Regions from separate parts of the Mus musculus genome. Here regions 2, 3 and 4 are each linked to region 1. Evidence: chromatin contacts called from public Hi-C, HiChIP or PLAC-seq and promoter capture Hi-C data. All regions are on one chromosome and are shown on one strand. The core of a region is the stretch at or near the end of the contact, and the rest is flanking DNA. Distances in the headings are between cores, read along the strand shown. Region 1 holds the start of Zfp282 (zinc finger protein 282). Region 2 holds the start of Gimap5 (GTPase, IMAP family member 5). Region 3 holds the start of Gimap4 (GTPase, IMAP family member 4). Region 4 holds the start of 1700026J14Rik (RIKEN cDNA 1700026J14 gene).

What was found. Hi-C and Micro-C count contacts between places; a contact is called where the count stands out from the background. HiChIP or PLAC-seq counts read pairs in DNA pulled down with a chosen protein or histone mark. Capture Hi-C pulls out chosen DNA fragments and counts their contacts.
Region 2: a contact with region 1 is called in a Hi-C map of B cells, with 9 read pairs. The contact joins the promoter of Gimap5 here to the promoter of Zfp282 in region 1. A contact is called at or near these places in 1 of 39 promoter capture datasets (pre-B cells) and 1 of 484 Hi-C or Micro-C datasets (B cells).
Region 3: a promoter capture Hi-C map of adipose tissue shows a contact between it and region 1. The contact joins the promoter of Gimap4 here to the promoter of Zfp282 in region 1. A contact is called at or near these places in 1 of 39 promoter capture datasets (pre-B cells), 1 of 115 datasets of contacts at active chromatin or transcription factors (memory CD8 T cells) and 1 of 9 other capture datasets (adipose tissue).
Region 4: a FOXA1 HiChIP or PLAC-seq map of pancreatic cancer cells shows a contact between it and region 1. The contact joins the promoter of 1700026J14Rik here to the promoter of Zfp282 in region 1. A contact is called at or near these places in 3 of 39 promoter capture datasets (hippocampal neurons, liver and neural stem cells), 2 of 115 datasets of contacts at active chromatin or transcription factors (astrocytes and pancreatic cancer cells) and 1 of 9 other capture datasets (pancreatic islet).

What each region holds. Positions count from the first base shown.
Region 1 is chr6:47,875,440-47,880,067 of GRCm38.p6, reverse strand. Zfp282 (zinc finger protein 282) reads right to left here and starts at 2,513. Exons shown (of 8, transcript NM_146175.3): 1 at 2,232-2,513; 2 at 1-68. The coding sequence starts at 2,396.
Region 2 is chr6:48,744,323-48,748,950 of GRCm38.p6, reverse strand. Gimap5 (GTPase, IMAP family member 5) reads right to left here and starts at 2,754. Exons shown (of 3, transcript NM_175035.5): 1 at 2,521-2,754.
Region 3 is chr6:48,681,940-48,686,567 of GRCm38.p6, reverse strand. It overlaps Gimap4 (GTPase, IMAP family member 4), which reads right to left and starts at 1,990. Exons shown (of 3, transcript NM_174990.4): 1 at 1,945-1,990.
Region 4 is chr6:48,535,233-48,539,860 of GRCm38.p6, reverse strand. It overlaps 1700026J14Rik (RIKEN cDNA 1700026J14 gene), which reads left to right and starts at 2,387. Exons shown (of 2, transcript NR_130985.1): 1 at 2,387-3,025; 2 at 3,125-3,279. Atp6v0e2 (ATPase, H+ transporting, lysosomal V0 subunit E2) reads right to left here and starts at 2,292. Exons shown (of 4, transcript NM_133764.3): 1 at 2,007-2,292; 2 at 590-637. The coding sequence starts at 2,110.

The DNA.
Region 1 (4,628 bases), core at 1,264-3,763:
GCCCTATCTGGAAAGGGCGGGAACTGAAAAGGCATTGGTCTCCTGGCATCCATGTCCCATTCTTGAGCCTGTATGCAAGGGAAGAAAGTGACAGCTCAGGATGAGAACATGTGTGTGAGAGAAGGTGGCCTGAAAATGGGATAAGCAGTCAAGTACTACCCAGTGTCTCTACCAAGCCTCTGCCTCTGGCTAGGCTCATTAATGACCTCAGTGGTAGCTGGAACAGTCACCCTCCACCTCCCACCATCCAACTAACCACTCTTCCATTCCCTTCTTAGGAGAGCCAGGCTGGTTACTAGTTCACCTGCCTCGGCCTCTGGAAAGTCTAGGTCATGCCCCCCTGCCTAACATAGATAGCCCAGACCCTCTCTTTGAAGAGAACAGCTGCTTGCCTCACAGACAACACTGAATGGCAGACTTCCCATTTGGCTCTCACTCTTTGTTTCAAGGTAGGAATTTCCGTGTAAGTTGACTGGAGTTAATCTTCTGAGCAATCTCTCTTGCAGGTTGGGGCAAGAATGATTATCTCTGCTTTAAAGATGATGAAATTGAGGAACAAAGAAGCAGCTGGCCATTCTTTAGCACCGCCCTGCCCTGCCAACTGGCAGGGCTCTAAGTGCCACAGATAACACAAACACTTTGCAAACATGCAATCACTGCCATGTCTACTAGGCCTACCAGAGATACTAGGCTGGATGGTACACCTGGCACTGTTAAAATTCCACACACTGCTACTTTTTCATAACTGTGCAAACTGGAAATAGGTTTACTAGACAATAGCACTTTTTAACAGGAAGAGGGACATTCTTTACCCCTGTGAGGGCTACAACAAAAACCTCGTGGCTCCCTTCCCTGCTTCCTGATGAGGGGGTTCCCCATGGCCCAGAGCCTGCCTCTTTCTCTTCTACTAGATATAGGCTGTGTGCTGAGCTCTACAACAGAGAAAGAAAAGTGGAGGTTGGTCAGGGTGTGCGGGATGACAACACAGACCAGAAGATATGTCCCTTTCTCTCTTGGTTCTCTCTGCTTCTGGTGAAGGGGCCCTCCAGTTGGGAAAAGTGGAATCCTATTGCTTTGAAGTGAGCCGGACTGACTGGCTTTTGACAATCACATGAACTATTTTCCTCAAACTCTGAGAAGCTGTGATAGCCAGAAGACTACCCCACAGCATCTGAGAATTCCTCTCTGACATGGGAGTGAGAACAACAGGACCCTAGGAATGCCAGCCCCTGCTGGGTCCTGGTGGCTGGATGGCTGTCAGTGCCATCCACTGGGCTTATGGAGGCTTCACCGGGGCCTTGTTCAGAGAAGGGGATAAGACTGACAATGGAAGTGTAGGAAGTCTGAGGCTGGTTGCATTTCCGCAGGTTTGAAGACCTACAGTTGGTCATTTTGCTCAAAAACAACCAAAGGTCTTCATATTGACTTGTCAAGTCTTAAGTCCTGACTGAGAATCAAATGGGAACACAGGGGTGGCTTCTTCAGAGTCCAGTCTTCAGGTAACTCAGTCTCCCTTCTGAGACAATGATGTTAAACCACGTTAACCCTTCTCCTTGTGCTGTATACCCAAGGCCGTGCCAGCTAAGTCCTAGGCACCCTGAGATCTCCTACGGAGCCTAAAGAAACAACTGGAGCCTTCTCTCTCACCCCCAGGACCCCAAGACAACGCTCGGGGATGCGGTTTGGGCGTAGTCAGTTGTCTTAGGCTGCTCTGGCGATTCCAATATGCAGGCAAGTTTGCCAACCCAAGATGACAAAGTCCCCTCCCAGTCCCTTCCCTGGCTCATCCGTTCTACAGAGGAAAAGTGGGCTGCTCTTTATAGTCGGAAAAAGACAGCAATAAAACAGCTTTAAACCCTTTTATTAAACTGGCTACAGTGTAAACATGGTTAAACTGTTCCCTCTGTGGGCCGGGAATAGGCCTGCCGCAAACCCAGGCGGGTCGGACGCCAAGAGGAACCCGAGTCCCTGCTCAGTGAAGCGGCCACTACCGCGCTAGGTCCCGGGCAACACAGCCCCGGCTTCCGCATCCTGCGGGCCCCGGGTCCCGGCCGCACCGGCCCGGACAGCGGCACCGTGGCAGCGCGGCAGGGCCTGGCGCTCCGGGCCTGCACCAGGCCCGCTCCGCCGTTCGCCCGGGGCCCCGGCAGCCGCGAGGCTCCCCGAGGCCCGGCCCCGCCCCGCCCCCACGGCAGCGGCGCGGCCATGGCGCCCGCGGGCGCTGCACCCACCTGCATGGGCGGCATTCCCTCGGCCATTTCCGCGCGTAGCGCCGGCTCCTGGTGGCAGACCTCCTCCGGGGGCAGAGCCTGGGCCCAGCTCCAGCTCCCGCTGTCCAGCCCCAAACCCTGGATGCCCAGCTGCTGAGGCTGCGGCCGTGTTGACACAAACTGCATCCTGGGAGTGCTGTTCCCCGCTCGGGCCGGCCAGGGAGAAGAAGAACGTTTTCCAGGCGCCTTCCCCCTTGCCGGGGCCGGACAGCTCCATCTACAGCCCGTAGGAGCAAACAGTCCCCTTCGGTGGCGCTCCCCGCCCTTCGCAGCCGGCGCGCCAGCCAATGGCCTCGGAGCTCCTGCCCGCCTGCAGGGCTGGACGGGGGCCACTCCAGGCTGGGGGCCACCGCCTCCCCCAAAGAAATCTGACGGCGACCGCCGGCCTCTAGGTCTGGCTGGGGTGGTCGATCTTCACGTCCCAAGCTGCGGCCTGGACAGTGGGGCTTGCTTTCTGTTACTTCTAGGAATGCATTGGACATCCCAGGAGAAAATGGTGCCTCACCCTTGTAAAAATTTTACCCAAATATTTTCTGAACACCTACTATGTGTCAGCTTTTGCTTAGGCATAAGGTGGGGTTTTTTTGTTTGTTTGGTTTTTTTTTTGTTGTTGTTGTTGGTTGGTTGGTTTTTTTGTGGTTTGCATACTCTTCTTCGGTTTAAATTGCAACATTGCCACTGGCTGTGATTTTTTTTTTTTTTAACATTTACTGTCTCTGAACCTCCTATGTTCTATATAAATAGGGTGGGGTGTTATGTTTGTCTTATTTTAATGTTGAAAAATTAGGAACTAATGCCTGGCACATAGTAGGCTCCCAGATACTTTTGCTAGATGTGGTGTGCACACTTTTTATTCCTAGCACTTGAGAGGTAGAGGTAGGTGGAGTTTAGGGCCAGCCTGGTCTCCATAATTAGTTCCAGGCCAGTCTAAAAAAAAAAAAAAGTAATTACCCATCAAAGATAAATCCCTGTAGGTTATCTGTAGCATATTGTCCACTTTGTCTTCCTAAATGGCCAGTCCTTATCTTGTCTGGACTGAGCTCTCTAAGGCTTATCACCTTGTGGAAAGTCAGACCTGGTGGAAGCCATGAGTTCTACTACACTTAAACTTGAGAACAATATGAAGCTACGGGGAAGGGTGGGGTGCCAGAGGGGCTATCTTCAGAAGGACAGTTATCGAGTGCTTTATTAGGTATGCTTCCAGGATATATGAATGAGTATTTCATAGACTCATATTATCCTCTATGAAGGTTATGCTCCAGAAGTCAGTGATTTTTTTTCCGTTTCCTGGTTACAAGTTGTGCATGCATGCAAGTGCATATATCTCACTGTAAACATCACGTCCACTATTAGTAGAGGAACCGAGTAAGCCCAGCCTGGGAAGCTCCAGGCAAATGCTTTTCTACTGGCAACCCACATCTGAGAAGACATTTTCTGACCTATGGGATATCAACTCTATATTCTCTTTTCTAGAAATGAGAAACAGAGGACTAAGTTAGTCCCAAGTGTTTAAGCTATGTCCTCAGGATAAAATGATTACTATGTCCCTCCTTAAGTATGTAGTGAGTCATATCAATGTTCCTTTTTACACAGAAAGACAACAACACAGTGTGTCTAATCCAGTTTCCTCGCAGGTAGACTTTCACACAGCCATTCACACTTTTACTGTGTAGCAGAGATTAGGCTTAGGCTGGGGGTCTAGTTCACAGTATTGTATGAACAAAAAAACCAAAAAACAAAAAACAAAAAAAACTCAACTTAAACTGGGCGATGGTGGCGCACGCCTTTAATCCTAGCACTTGGGAGGCAGAGTCAGGAGGATTTCTGAGTTCAAGACCAGCCTGGTCTACAAAGTGAGTTCCAGGACAGCCAGGGTATACAGAGAAACCCTGTCTCAAAAAACAAACAAACAAACAAAAAAACAACAAAAATTTCAACTTAAGCAGGCTCAAATGCACATTTTCACCATATTAGCATTATTTTATAACCACTAAGCCTACCAACTACAGGGCATAGAAACCTATACAAGCAGAAGGGTATGGGGTGGCTAAGGTATACTTCTGGAAGAAAAAAAAGGGCATAATGTGGGTGCTGCTGGTGCTACATTGGTTATGGTCCCTATATCAGGTGCTCCAATGACCAAGGGACTGAGGAGGCTGAGATACTCAGTCACTGGCTATGAGCTCCCTGAGGAGCAAAATGGACAACTGGTTAAACTATCATAGCTAATGTACACTCTTTACAAGAGATAGATTCAGGCCTGGCCCTTGACCTGTCAGGTGGCATTGACTGTTTTCCATTGTCTCTCCTAAAACTTCTACAGCTTGTGCTCTGGACAGTGTATTTGAAATGATGGCT
Region 2 (4,628 bases), core at 1,505-4,004, 870 kb before region 1:
TTTTTTGAGGGGGTGACTTCTTCATAGTAAACTATCAATTATTTTCACATTGTCAGAATATCTTAAGGCCATCTTCTTCCTCTCTTCCTCTCTTCCTCTTCTCTCTCCTTCCCTGCCTGTCCACCTCCTCACACCCTTCCCTTCCCTTCCCTTACCTTCCCTTCCCTTCCCTTCCCTTCCCTCCCCTCCCCTCCCCTCCCCTCCCCTCCCCTCCCTTCCCCTCCCTTCCCTTTCCTCCCCTCCCCTCCCCTCCCCCCCCTTCCCTCCCCTCCCCTCCCCTCCCCCTCCCTTCCCTTCCCTTCCCTGGTCTTCTCTCCCTCCTTTCCTTGCTCCCACAGAAGAACAGCCCTCTCATGGCTATTTCTCACACACCATTCTGACTACTGTAAACTATATACAGATTTTTATTAAAATTCTTCAAATTATAGAGCATCATTTCTACTAATTTTCTGGATTTGAAGGTGCCAGGTACAGTGTCAGTGGGGATGAAGCTGAATTTCCCCACCATGACCGTCCTGGGTGCAGACCTCATTCCCAGGCTTCTTGTGTGACCATCTTCCCCTGTGTCCCCTGTGTTGTTATTGACAGACCCTTGGCATTTCTATTAAAGTTACATGACCTCCCCAGAGTCACATATTTGCCTTATAGCTAAACCTTCCCCAAATGGCTTCTTTCATCTGTGTCTTCTTTTGGATTTAATAGTCAGTGGGGAGTTGGGAGGGATCATCTGCAATAAATCTACAATCCTCTCTTCCTGGAACCCCACATATGCTGCTGCTGGCCCCATACTTTGGACACATACTTGGGTATTGATTGCTGTAATTTTCTCCCAAACCAACACTGAGAACTGTACTTCTATGTCTAGGTTCATGTTTTTATAAAACAAAAATACCCAATGGAGAAAAATAATTACTCAAAGATAAGGGAGGCATCTGTTCTGTTTTGAAGGATTTCAATTTGAACCCAACTTGGTGCTCAGTGTCAGTTGCATGTGTGCAGTGTGACTGTCATAACCAAACTCAGCAAAATTAGCAGGGAAGTTTCTGAATTATTTTCTGAGAAATCAGACATACCACAGGGGACATATGTTCCACTGAGAAACAAATTAGTTGGCAGATATGACTAAATATGCAAATGCACAGAGGTGAAGCAGGGTAATGAGATAGAGACATTAAAATGAGTCACAGATCAAACAGGAGAAGTCAGTCAACAGCCTAGAAACAGAGGGAAGGGGAGGAGGTGTGATGGACATGAAGAGATGTGACTGTTGACCTGCAGAGCACACAACTGTGGGCAGACAGAGTGGAGGTAGAGTTCGTCTACAAAGGGAAAGTTCTGCTAACTTTCCCCAGTGTGGGCAGTGTGTGGGCCGTGGCAACTGACAAGGGTCAGCAGGAAGGCATTACTCAAGGAGAAGGCAGAAGCACAAACCCAAATGTTCATTCTCGTCTGAAAACAGCCAAGCCAGCTTATCAGGACAATTTATTTTACCAAGCAATGAGGACACAGTTCAGTCAGGAAGTTGAGAGAGTCTTTCTTGTCTTCCTTGTTAAGTACCGGCAGGCAACAAGGACGCCTAGGGCAAAGCGCCTGATGCACAAGCTTGGAGACTTGACTCTGAGCACCAGAGCCTGCTTCTGTAATCCCAGCACTATACACAGTGAGGCAGCCTGTGGAGATAGGAGAATCAGCCAGAGGCTGTCAGGCCAGCTAGCCCAGGGTGTGGCAGAAACAAGAGAGAAGCCGTTTCCACCAAGCAGAAGGGTAGAAATGACTTCAGAAAGCTGTCCTCTGATCTCCACAAGTCTCCAGTGGCACCAGTGTATTTCCTCACACAACTAAAACCAAAACAAACATTTTCACTCGCATCTGCTCCACCCATCTGCCCCTCCCCTGTTCCTTTATGTCCAGGTACTAAGAGTCACAGGGCAGGTTAGTAGGCAAGAGTCCTGGAAATAGTACCCTCTACTGTAAAGTTCAGCTGACAACGAGGGTGTTCATACACATCTAAAACATAATACTGTTAACATACCACAGCTTCTTGGGGTATGTTAAGGGAAGGTGTGGGATACCTGGCCATGAAGAATGGGGTGGTTTTCAGACAAGATTCTAAGGTAGAATTCACTGACCTGTCTTTCAGGGAAGGGCTAGACCATATAGGAAGGAACATAGAGGTTTCACTCTGGCTTGTAGAGCCTTAAGAACTCATCCTGCCCTCCTTCAGATGAGGTCTATCTGGCCTAGTAGGCTTTGGGGAGTCTGGGATAAAATGAAGAAATGTGCTCCACCTGCTGGGGGAGCTTGGGAAAGCCTGTGGCTCGGACTTTAATTACTCCTCCATCAAAAAACCATCACCTTTGTTAACTGAGGGTTTCAGAAAGGCGCAGATGGTGAGATGGAAAGCCTAGGGCCTAGGGATGATGGCATGGAAATTTCAGGGCTCTGTCCCACTCTATGCTGTCGCCGACCCTCAATTCACTGCTCTTTCACTGTCCAGGAAACCCAACACACCAAGCTCACCCGAGTGCACAGCGGCTCCCTGGCTCCCAAGCGGCTGTCAGCGCCCTGGCGGGTTCCTCTTTACCCTTACAGGTATGCGGTGGGCCTGTGCCTGCTGAGCAGTGCTCTCACAGAACAGCTACATGCAGAGCCATGAATCCAGAGTCCGAAGGCAGGAAAAGAAAGCCCATGGTGACGGAATACACACTGCCCTGCAGACTATATCCCCTCGGGTAGGTGGAAAGGCCTTGAACATTTGCCAGAACACAGTGAAACTGCTTTAGTCAATGACCACTTCCTGTGGAAAGCCTCCCGGCCCTACTCATTTCCCCTTCAGGGGGTGTTGAGGGCACAGTTCTCGGAGCCTGAGAAGTGGAAGACAGCCACCCTTTTCAAGAAAGCCCATGTGTGGCTGGAAAGTGCTGCGTCCCAGGTTCCCCATCAGCACCCAAGCTGAGCATCTGCACTTCCCCAAGCTCCTGGGGTCTCATGTCACAGGCTCTGCATTCAGAACTCCTAAAGAGGGACAGAAAAGCAGCACTGGCCCCGGAGAACCCGGACTGCCCCCTCTCAAAGAGCAGCTAAGCTCAGACAGGAGACCCGGTACTGGCTACCCCTTCTTTGCTATTTGTTGACACAGCCATAGGTGGTCATTGTACAGTTTCTCGCCTATGGAATGTCCAGATGGGCAGGGTGAAGTATTTCTTTACCTTTGTACCTGTTAAGTTTAAGCCTTGAACATAATACACAGTGCTGGCTTATGCAAGGTGATTCTCATCTCAGAGAATTCCCCCATGATGCTTTCTATTGTCAGGAAAGTATACTTGGCTCTCTGTTGTGAACACTAGGGTTTCAAGGGGTCTAGGGAGGTGACATTCTAAGAGACTGCACAGAAAGTGGGGGGGGGGGGGGAGGAAGGAAGAGAGATGAAAGGAGGGAAGGACAGTTAGTTTAAAGCTAGGTAGATAAAGCCCTCTGCTTGTATTTTTAAGAGAAGACATAACTGAAGTTAAGCATGGTGGCTTATTCTTATCCTAGTTTGTCAGGGGATTGCAGCAGGATTGCCTTGAGTTAGAAGCCAGCCTAAGCCACTGTGTGAGTCAGTCTAATAAAAAGCCTTAGCCTCAAGAAGATGTAGCAGCATCCTTTATTAGTGTCTCTGTCCTTTATCTTAAACTCAGTAGCGACCAGCTGTGCCTGCTAGTTGCTAGAGCTTGTTATGTCCTTAGGGCAAGAGGAAGGTCTGCAACCGAGAGGGCCCTGCAGTCAGGCTTCAGCTGAAGCTAGATCCCTACATTCCCAGGGTGCTAGGGAGGTTCTGGATGTTTGCAATTCAAAGAGAGGCTGCTGTGAGCACAAGATCCTCCCACTCTTCAACTCAAAACAGTTTTTTGTTTTTGTTTTTGTTTTGTTTTGTTTGTTTGTTTTTTTTTGTTTGTTTTTTGTTTTTTTTTTAAAGATGTACATCTCAAGGCAAAGGCAAAGAGGGAGAACAAAAGGTCCTAAGAGGTTTGGGTTTCATTATTATCATCATCATCATTATTTTTTTTATTATTTTTAAGAAAGAAAGGAAAAGAGAATTCCGAGTGATGGTTCTGTCCCATTGAAGAGATTTTTTCCCCCATTTTGATTTTTATTCAACCTTTGGTTCTTAACTCATCAGAAAAGCTCAGAGTCTCTCAGAAACCTGCCAGAGACCAGAGTTCACATCACCCCATGAAGACCACAACCACCCAGTACTAAGAGTTGAACCAAGGGCCCTGGGAGGGGAACATCTGCTCCTCTTGCCTACGCCTCCTAGCAGACATGTGCAATCAAGTCCATCTTGAAACAATTCTTTTTAAAAAGAACCTTTGATATCTTTTTTACAGAGGAACAAATTAAACCCTCCAAAAGTCATGGCAAGTGTTCTTTTGAAGATAGGCGGTGACTCATCTCTCATTATTGATGTTAATTAATGAAGTCAATTTTTAGACCCTGTGCTTTGGTGTGAACACTGGAAGGAGATCCCTGGCTGGCTCATCTCATCTCTGTGGAAAGAGGGCAGAAGGACCGTAAGAGCCAGAGGTGGTGGATGACTTTAGGGAAACTGTTTCCAGACACAACAGGGCAGGTGCATACATGAGTTT
Region 3 (4,628 bases), core at 741-3,240, 810 kb before region 1:
TCATCGTGGTTTTCGTGGGCATCTCTAACAAAGGCTGACCAGGATAGAGCCCTTGACACTCCTCCCACACCCCAGGCCCGACTCTGCATCTCCATAAATGCTATCACCACACAGACCATGGCTCTTGCTGAGCTTTGAGCTCTACTCTAGTCTTGGTTTCCTGCCTTGCATGAGCCCATCACCAAATCCCAATGACTACATTCAGAAATCTCATTTGTCCCTTTGTTTCTACCTTCATGTTGATCAGACCCATTGCTGTTCATTGTCAGCCCAATCATCCCTTCCTTGGTCCCTTCACAACTCTACCACCAGATCTCACTTTCAAAATAAAATTTCATTTTCATTTTCTTGCTTGAATTCCCTAGCAGCTTTTGATTCTCTTTAGAGGATAGTTTGAACTATTAGAATGGTCCAGAAGTTCCTTCATGGACATCTTTCGCTGAAGTCACTGACCTCCCCTCTGTTCCCAGGACCCTTGAAGCACTTTTATCTCCTATGCTTTCTCAGAATTTTCCCTTTCTGGGGGCACTGCTCCAGCCCATCCCCCAGCTGGGGCTGCTCTGCCTCTACTTCCTGAGATGCTCTCTCCAATGGCTCTCTCCTGCAGCAGTGCCAACCTGAGACTCCACTTTTGAGATCACTTGCTTTTGCTGTAACTGCACAGCAGCATTTCCTCATCGAAGACATGATTGTAACACGAAATCATTTTTTAGCATATGACTGTCTCCTCTTTGACTCTGTGACAGGAAACTTTCCAGGCACAGACACAGCACTGGACAAAGGGCGGGTCTCAATTTACTAAACAAGCAAATTGACCTTCTTGGGTCTTTACCTCTCTCTGCTTGGGGGTGGCCTGTGCCACCCAGCCATCCTTCCCTGTTAACCAAGACACAGTTATGTAGAAACACTCAGCTCATTTGAGTGTTTCCTCTACCTAATACACATGAACACATTTGAAAACTCTGGAGCCAACTACAATCAGGACAGGTTGGAATGCTCCTTGGTAAGGACAGAGTCCCCACACAGGGAGCCCTCAGATACAGATGTGAAGCAGAACTCTAGATGCTTCTTTTGAAAGAGGCTTTTTATGCCTGAAGGCCAGGTGGGTGGAAGACAGCTTCTCATAAACTAAAAAGAAACCACAAACTCACACAAAGCATTGGTTCTTAGCACAGACTTGATTTGGTGATTAGCAAGGAGGCCCAGTATCAATGGTAGAAAATTTCTCAAAACTTTCTCGGGGTCGGGGGAGACAGAGGGCACAGGGTGACAGAGGAGCTCTTTAGACTCTAATTCATCTGTAAAACCAGGACCTGTGTTTCTGTAGGTGCAGATTTCATTGACTAAGTCATCCCCGCTCTGCCTATGACCAAACGTCTACTACTGGCTTCAGAACAGTAGCCACAGTAAACATAACCTCCCTACTTAGACCTACCTGGAGGGAGCTCAGCTCTTCTAAGAACTCGGGGGGGAAATAGTTTCCCCAAGAGGCAGGTTCCCTAGGAAGCAGCTTACAGGAAAAAGATAAAGGCTAGTGCTAATCCCAACATTATGGCAGCTTGGGGGAGCTGTGCCAAGCTGAGCCTGTTAGGGATCCTCCGCATCCCTGCCTTCTTCCTGCCTGCTCTCTCCAAGCTAACTCAGTCATTCTCTTCCTGGAAGAGTCACATTTAAAAAAAAAATTTTTTTTTTTTGACCAGTGCAGGAATACTTTCCCTGTAGAAAAAGTGTCCTCCTCAAAGCAGCGAACCCTGAAGCACACAGGAATTTGTAGAACTCAGCCTTCAACTCGGACTACAGCCTAAAATTATCAGGCTGGAAACAGAAGCCAATGAATACAATTCCCAAGAGCAGGTCTGTCAGGAGGTTTACTAGACACAGCTAGTAGAGAGGCCCCTTCCTCACCAAATTCAACACCCACATCATCCATCCCTATTCTCTTACCTGAAAATCTGGGTCCTTTGACCTTCTCTGATTTCGAAACAATACTAAACACCAAGAAAACAGAGTAGCAGAGAGGAAGCGAGGGGGAGGAACTGTGGAAATAGGAGTGTGCAAGGGACCCACCCATCTTCCTAGCAAGCTGCACTGCAGAACGTTCTGCAGTCCTCTTGTTCTGTGTCATCTCATGTGGTACCCATGGGCTGCTGGTAGCTACTTAGCACTTGGAATGTGATAAATCAATAGTCACGTTTTTTCACCACCAGGACTTTAGTTGACTGCAATATGGTCCATCATAGTAAATAACGGTCAGTCAGCTCTTGTTTGGCAGAACAATCTGTAAATGTGAATGACAATGACTTGGCTGGCAGTGATATTGAATCTCCTGTATGTTTGTTTAAGAAATGAGAGAAAGGGGGCTGGTGAGATGGCTCAGTGGGTAAGAGTACCCGACTGCTCTTCCGAAGAACCGGAGTTCAAATCCCAGCAACCACATGGTGGCTCACAACCATCCGTAACGAGATCTGACTCCCTCTTCTGGAGTGTCTGAAGACAGCTACAGCATACTTACATATAATCAATCAATCAATCAATCAATCAATCAATAAAAAAGAAGAAGAAGCCACTAACTTCTGGGCAGCTGAGCTTAAAAAAAAAAAGAAAGAAATGAGAGAAAGAAATAATTGAGTAAGAGAGAAAGAGAGAGAAGAGAGCTCCTTGTTAATAGCATATAAATAGAATCTACTTTTTTTTTTTTAAAGATTTATTTATTTATTATATGTAAGTACACTGTAGCTGTCTTCAGACACTCCAGAAGAGGGAGTCAGATCTCGTTACAGATGGTTGTGAGCCACCATGTGGTTGCTGGGATTTGAACTCCGGACCTTCGGAAGAGCAGTCGGGTGCTCTTACCCACTGAGCCATCTCACCAGCCCCTAGAATCTACTTTTAATTTGGATATTTAGGTATTTTTACATGTCATATAATTCATGATACAGTTGGATTTAAATAGCACATCTATATCATATCTCCTCTCCTCAGGGGTCAGGGCTTATTACAGAAGAGGGGTGAAAAGACTGGAGTCATTGAACACTGCAGTGAAACACTATTTGCTGGATATGACAAGGTCATTTCACACAAAAATTTGCATGGACCAAAACCTCAGTGCTGATGGGGAAGGGCTCATGAACTCTTGCCCTATCTAAGGAGAGCTGTGGGCAATTGATTGCTGCTAGTGTTTGTGTGTGTGTGTGTGTGTGTGTGTGTGTGTGTGTGTGTGTGTGTGTGTGTGTGAGAGAGAGAGAGAGAGAGAGAGAGAAAGAGAGAGAAGTTGTGAAGTTTTTTTCTCAGGAGCACTGCCCCTAAGAGGTTACCCATTTGTTGGTAGATGATTCCACATCTCTGCACATATGGACAGCACTAAGTGGAGTTTAGATTTTTTTTCTTAAATGGGGGAGAGAGACAGAGACGACAAGAAGTTGGGAAGGAAAGGAGAGGCCTAGAGAAGGAATCAGAGGGGACAGACACTGGAGTGGAACTAATCCAAACACACTATGTGACTGTATACAATTCTTTAACAATACACAGTCACAGTCCTGCTACCAGATTTCTTCTTGTCCAACCTGTTCTTTCTCTCCTCTTCTCTATTATTCTGCCTACTTTGGGGCTGATTCTTGTGTAATTTCACTTTTATTTCCACTTGTTGATTTTTTTCAGGACCTCCCCCTCTCTCTCTCCCTCTCCCTCCTTCCCCTCCCCCCTCCCCTTGCCCCCTCCCCCTCCCTCTCCCCCTCCCCTCTCACTCCCCTCCACCTCTCTCTCTCTCTCTCTCTCTCTCTCTCTCTCTCTCTCTCTCTCTCTCTCTCTCTGTTTGCTTCAGGCTTCATGCCTACCTCTTCAACTTGGGACAGTCTCCTTTCAAATTCTATTCAATCTCTCCATCCACACACATACATATACATATATACACACACACACATATATACATATTAGAAGAACCTCATGTCCTCATATCTCCACACTGTTTTCGCATACTTGACATCCACACAGTTTATAAGCCCCAAGGAACCATCCGCTCTGGGGAGTTACTCAAGCAGAGATCAGCAGGAAAGAGCTTAGATTTTGGATCCCTAACACAACTAAAAATAAGAGTGATTGGCGGGGGAGTGAGTCAGATTACCAACCCTCCCACCAGGAAAATCTATTTATGAAGTGACTTTGATTTCCACGTTCATCTGTGAAATTTAGTAACTTGGCACAGAGTCACCAGGCAACCAGGTGGTTCTGAGAGAGGTCCTGGCAAACCTCAATTCTTCACCATGGGCCTTCTAAGCCTCCTCTCACCTTTCCATGTACTGCCCTGTGCACTGAAGGGTCCCATGTTTGAAACCTTCAGTAATTGGGATGCTGGGCGCACAGATGTCCAGATACAGTCCCAGTCCAGAAAGACATTTATAACAGATTCCACAGGTCAGCAGTAACACCTTCCAGCCCTACAGTTTCTTTCTCAACAATTTCTGTTCATTTTTCGTGTTCCCTCTATACTACATAAACTGACATTTTCTTTCAATCCATGAGTTCCACTCTCAGACTTAAAGAAATCTCTGGTCTAACTTGGTCGAATTTTTGTGTGTGTGTGAAGAGACCGGAGATGATTTTTCATAACAGTCCTCCAGAAATGGTGAGTT
Region 4 (4,628 bases), core at 1,138-3,637, 660 kb before region 1:
AGTATATAATGTCCCTGAGCTGGGGCTGGACCCAGGGTGAGGGTGTCCTTGGGCCTTAAGAAGCCACTCCAGGGTGGTGAGATGGCTCAGCAGGTAAGAGCACACGACTGCTCTTCCAAAGGTCCTGAGTTCAAATCCCAGCAACCACATGGTGGCTCACAACCATCCGTAATGAGATCTGACTCCCTCTTCTGGTGTGTCTGAAGACAGCTACAGTGTACTTACATATAATAAATAAATAAATAAATCTTTAAAAAAAAAGAAGAAGCCACTCCAGCTCTGTCACACACACTCTGCTGCCCCCTAGTGGTTACACTGGCTCTATCACAAACACCCAGCACTTGTTAGCAGTATGATGCCCTGACTTCTGTATGACTGAGTCTAGAGTAGAGCATGAAAACTGTGTTTGAACAACCAATCTGGAGGATTCTGATGCCCAGTTAGGAGCAGATACTACTGAACTGGTCCACAACTCACGTACCTCACAGCTCAGCTGGGGGCACCACAAACTGCAACTGTCAACTGAGGCAAAATCAGACCCAACTAGTGGTCACCACAGCCCCCAGCTCCTGGGGAAGGCAATACTCACAAGAGGTAACAGCAGACAGCAGTAGCTACCAGCATGGTGATGATCACCCTGAAACAGCAAAGAAGGAAAAGCAGCATTGGTACACGGGGCCCTGTGTCAGCCCTCCTGGTGCTACCTGAACACCAGCATCTCCAGGATGCTGGGGTCCGCTCCAAGTAAGAATTACAAGATTGTCTACATCCAAACGGTGTTGTAAATCTCTTCCTTCTCCATCAGCAAACACCTCTCCATCTGTATGCTGGAGAAGGCTTGCCCACACTCCATCTGTGGCCACCCACCAGAGGATGGCCTCAAAATTCATCCAGCAACATCAAAGAAAACAAAAGACCACAGTACAAGGCAAGAAGCAAGGGCACAGCCACTGTTGACAGAGGCTGGGCTGTTATAGAAAAAGCAGGGGCTTTGGATCCACTCAGGAAATCAGAGAGACAGAGTCTTACAACACAGCTGAAGGGACAAGGAGCTCACCAAGACTTCCAGAAGAGATGACATGGAGAGTGATTACAAAGCAAGTCCAGTTTAAATCGTGTGTGTGTGTGTGTGTGTATACACATGTGTGCTGGCTTCCAAAAGCCAGAAAGGGCCTCAGATCTCCTGGAGCCATAGTTAAAACAGTTCTGAGTCTCTCAATATGGGTGCCAGATTCTGGTCCACTGGAAGCAGAAGGTGCTCTGTCCAGCAATCACTTTCACATTTGTAGGAATAAAGGCGATGCCCATCCGTCTATGCCTCCAGTTTAGGCTAAGTCTAATCCATGACAGAGCCTAAGCACTTCAAGGTGGTGCTGAACGGATTAGTGCCCCAGCCCTCCCTTAACACTACAAGGCAGCTGGGACCACTCCTGGCTGTGCAGTGGATTGTCAGTGCTGAGAAAATGGACAAAGGGCAAAGTGTGAGGCTTTCATGACTTGAGAGGCTAACAGGAGAAGGGGCTGGCATGTGGTGCAGAAAATCTGCTAGGAATCTTCCAAAAATGAAGGCAGCTAAAAACATCCAGTATACATACACAGCATGCCCAGGACATTGCTTAGGGCAGACCTCACACCAGCCCTACAAAGCAGGTGTTGCCAGAGCCCCTATTTTCCTCAGTGAAGAAATTGAGGCCTGGCATTTGCCCAATGTCACACAAGAATAAGCAAGGAGTGTCCATATGCAGCCTTTACCGACTGCATGGGTGTGGGTGACCTTTAGCCACCTGCTTGCCCTGACATCTGAATCTATCCGTTCACCCAGCCCTCTAGCCTGTTTCCTGGCTGCCCCAGCCCAGGTGCAGAGATCTGGAAGAAGTCATGTAGGGGCGTCTCTGTGAGGGCATGAATTGCAGGGTAGCAAGCTGGGAGCCCAGTGTTAATGGGTGAGCCCAGCTAGGGGACAGGGAAGCGTCTGCAGGGAATCGAGGCCTGCTCGCCTTTCTTACCCGCGGTTGGGTCCTTTGGGCACGAACCAGGGCCCAGCGATGCCGATGAGGCCCCAGAATGTGGTGAAGATGATGACAGGGAGGGCAAAGGAATGGGCTGTCATGGCTGGGTGCGCGATGCTCAGGTGGGGTATCAGATCGAACGGCAGACTCTAAGCAGGTGCAAGTCTCGGCAGAGGGCTGTGCGCATGCGCAACGGAATCTCAGCCGGGAAGGCCCTGGACCAAGCGAATCTGCGCTCGCGCATCCCTGAACATCGTCCGCTGGGATAGCTCGCCGCTATCACGCAGAACCAAGGGCGGGACTTCCGAGGAACCTTTCCTTTGATTGGCTGGGTCGGTTTGCTCCGATTTTGCAGGTGATTCTAGGCTTAGGTTTGCGCTTTCTTATTCTCGCTAGAAAGTGGCAGGTCACTTGCAGTGCTCGGGCAGCCCAAGGTGGCTGGGGACAGGATTGGAGGAGACCCTAACCAGAACGGAGGCTTTGTGGGGACCACAGGGGTTTCGACCAGAGGACTTCGTGGAGCTGAGAGGCCACAAACTTGGCCTGAGCTAAAGCCTCCCCTCAGCGAAGTGAAGCTTGCAGTCCTCTGCAGAGCTCACTGCTTCACTGAACCTTGGAGATGCCCAGCTTCTGGATCAGGCTACAGTAGTTAGACTATTTTTCCTCTATGGTAGGGGTTCAGGCGATCTGTGTGGAACATAGTAAGACCTGGGACACTTGAGGCCAGCCACTCCTGAAGGGCTACAGTCCGGGTGGGAGCTGGAGGGGGAAACCACGTCAGCACAGTAGTGATTCTTGAAAGGAGGTGTGCCGCAGTTGGGGACAGATCTTATGTTTCCATGGGAACGACCTCCAAGGCCCCTGTACACCCAGCCTACCTGTGCAAACTTACATGCTGCGTATCTAGTTATCTGTATGAAGAAGAAAGATAAAGGCCTATCTTACACTAAGTCCAGATTGGAAAGTCGTCGTGGAAGGCCTCTCAGGAAAATTCCACAACAGGATGGCCCAGGCAGGTAATTAGCCTTGCTCACAGAACTTGACAGGCAAGAGCCAACACTGGTACTCTGTCCATCCATCTTCATAATGGACTCTGACATTGTTTTTTCCCACAGGTATACTTCCTGGATTTTCTGTAGCCGGTCCCCCGAGCTGTAGTCTAGTAGTTGCTGCTGCGGGGAGAGATTAAAGTGACAGCAGGAAGACAGTCTCTGGGTTCTCCTGTATAGATTCTCTCATTGTTCTGACAAAATAAACTTGAGGAAGGGTTCATTTTGGCTCTAATTTCACCATGGTGGGGAAGACACTGGGGCAGTCAGTCACACTGCATCCACAGTCAGGAAGCAAAGAGAGATGAACCCTGGTGCTGAGCTTGCTCTCTGTTTAACCCATAGAATCATTAGCTACCCACAGTGTGTCTTCCACCTCAATTAACCCAATACAGGCATGCCCAGAGATTTGTTTCCTAGGTGATTCTAGATCCAGTTAACAGTGTTGTATCACACTCTGCAAGCAGCGGTATCCCACTGCCCTTGCCTGAGCTGCATAGCTTCAGTGTTCTTACCCTACTGGGGTCACTTCTGTGAGTCAGGACGCTGACTCACACTTAACCCCAGCTGTGCCATCTTGCTGCCACTTCCTCAAAGAGGTCTCGCTGGGACTACCGGAGAAAGATGCTGAAGGAAAGTTACTGCTTTGCTACATTACAGTGACATTGCCTTCTCACAGAGCTAGATACCCACTTAGGAGAAGAGTCTAGATAAACATCGAGGCAACGGACATCCCCTAATGATTCTGTGGGTTGAAAATCCCAGGCCAAACTTGATCTTGGATTCTTTAGGTAATTGGAAAAGCTGGCCAGCCTGAACCAATGTGATGAGAACTTTGAGAGCCACACAGACATGGCCACTGTGACACATCCTGAGAGAGGGGATTTTCTATAAATCTCTATGCCAGAGGTCTTCCACCTAAATGTGGCTCAGGACCACAGGAAACACTAGCAAATGCTGCTGGGAGGTCTTTGTCCCCACGAGTCACTTTCAGGCACCCATGCTTGGGTGCAGAGGTGAATGTACCCTTGGGTGCTGAGGGTGGCAAGTGTTATGGACAGAGGTAGCGTTCTAAGAGCCAAGTGAGAAGCCCAGTGGTGGGGCTGGAACGGGAAAGCCTTCTCGGGTCTGAGGATTTTGTTTAACCATGGTTAGGCTCACATTGAGGAGGCTCTGTCTCAAGAGTCCCCAACAACAGACACTGACACCAGGAAGGTACGATTCATCAGGTAGCTGCACCCTGGGTTCCTCTCACACTTGAAGAAGGCAGAGGCTCAGCAGGCTTTCAGGTCTCAGCTCACCACACTCACCTTCCAGCATATTCCTGGAAGAGGCTACCTTGCTTTGTGGCAAGTGCTGCCTCTCCTAGGAGCTTTCCTAAGAACATGCAAGGTCCACCCCGGTGGAGACTGCCTATGGCTACCTGTTTCTAGATTATAGCCACCTGCCTTCTTGGAAGGCCAGGGAGGATCCTCCAGCACCACCGTGGGCTGCCTCTAAGTAAGCAGCTACACAGCTGTAGCCCAGAAACAGCCACACATATACTGTTGCCTCCTGTGGAGCTTTAGTA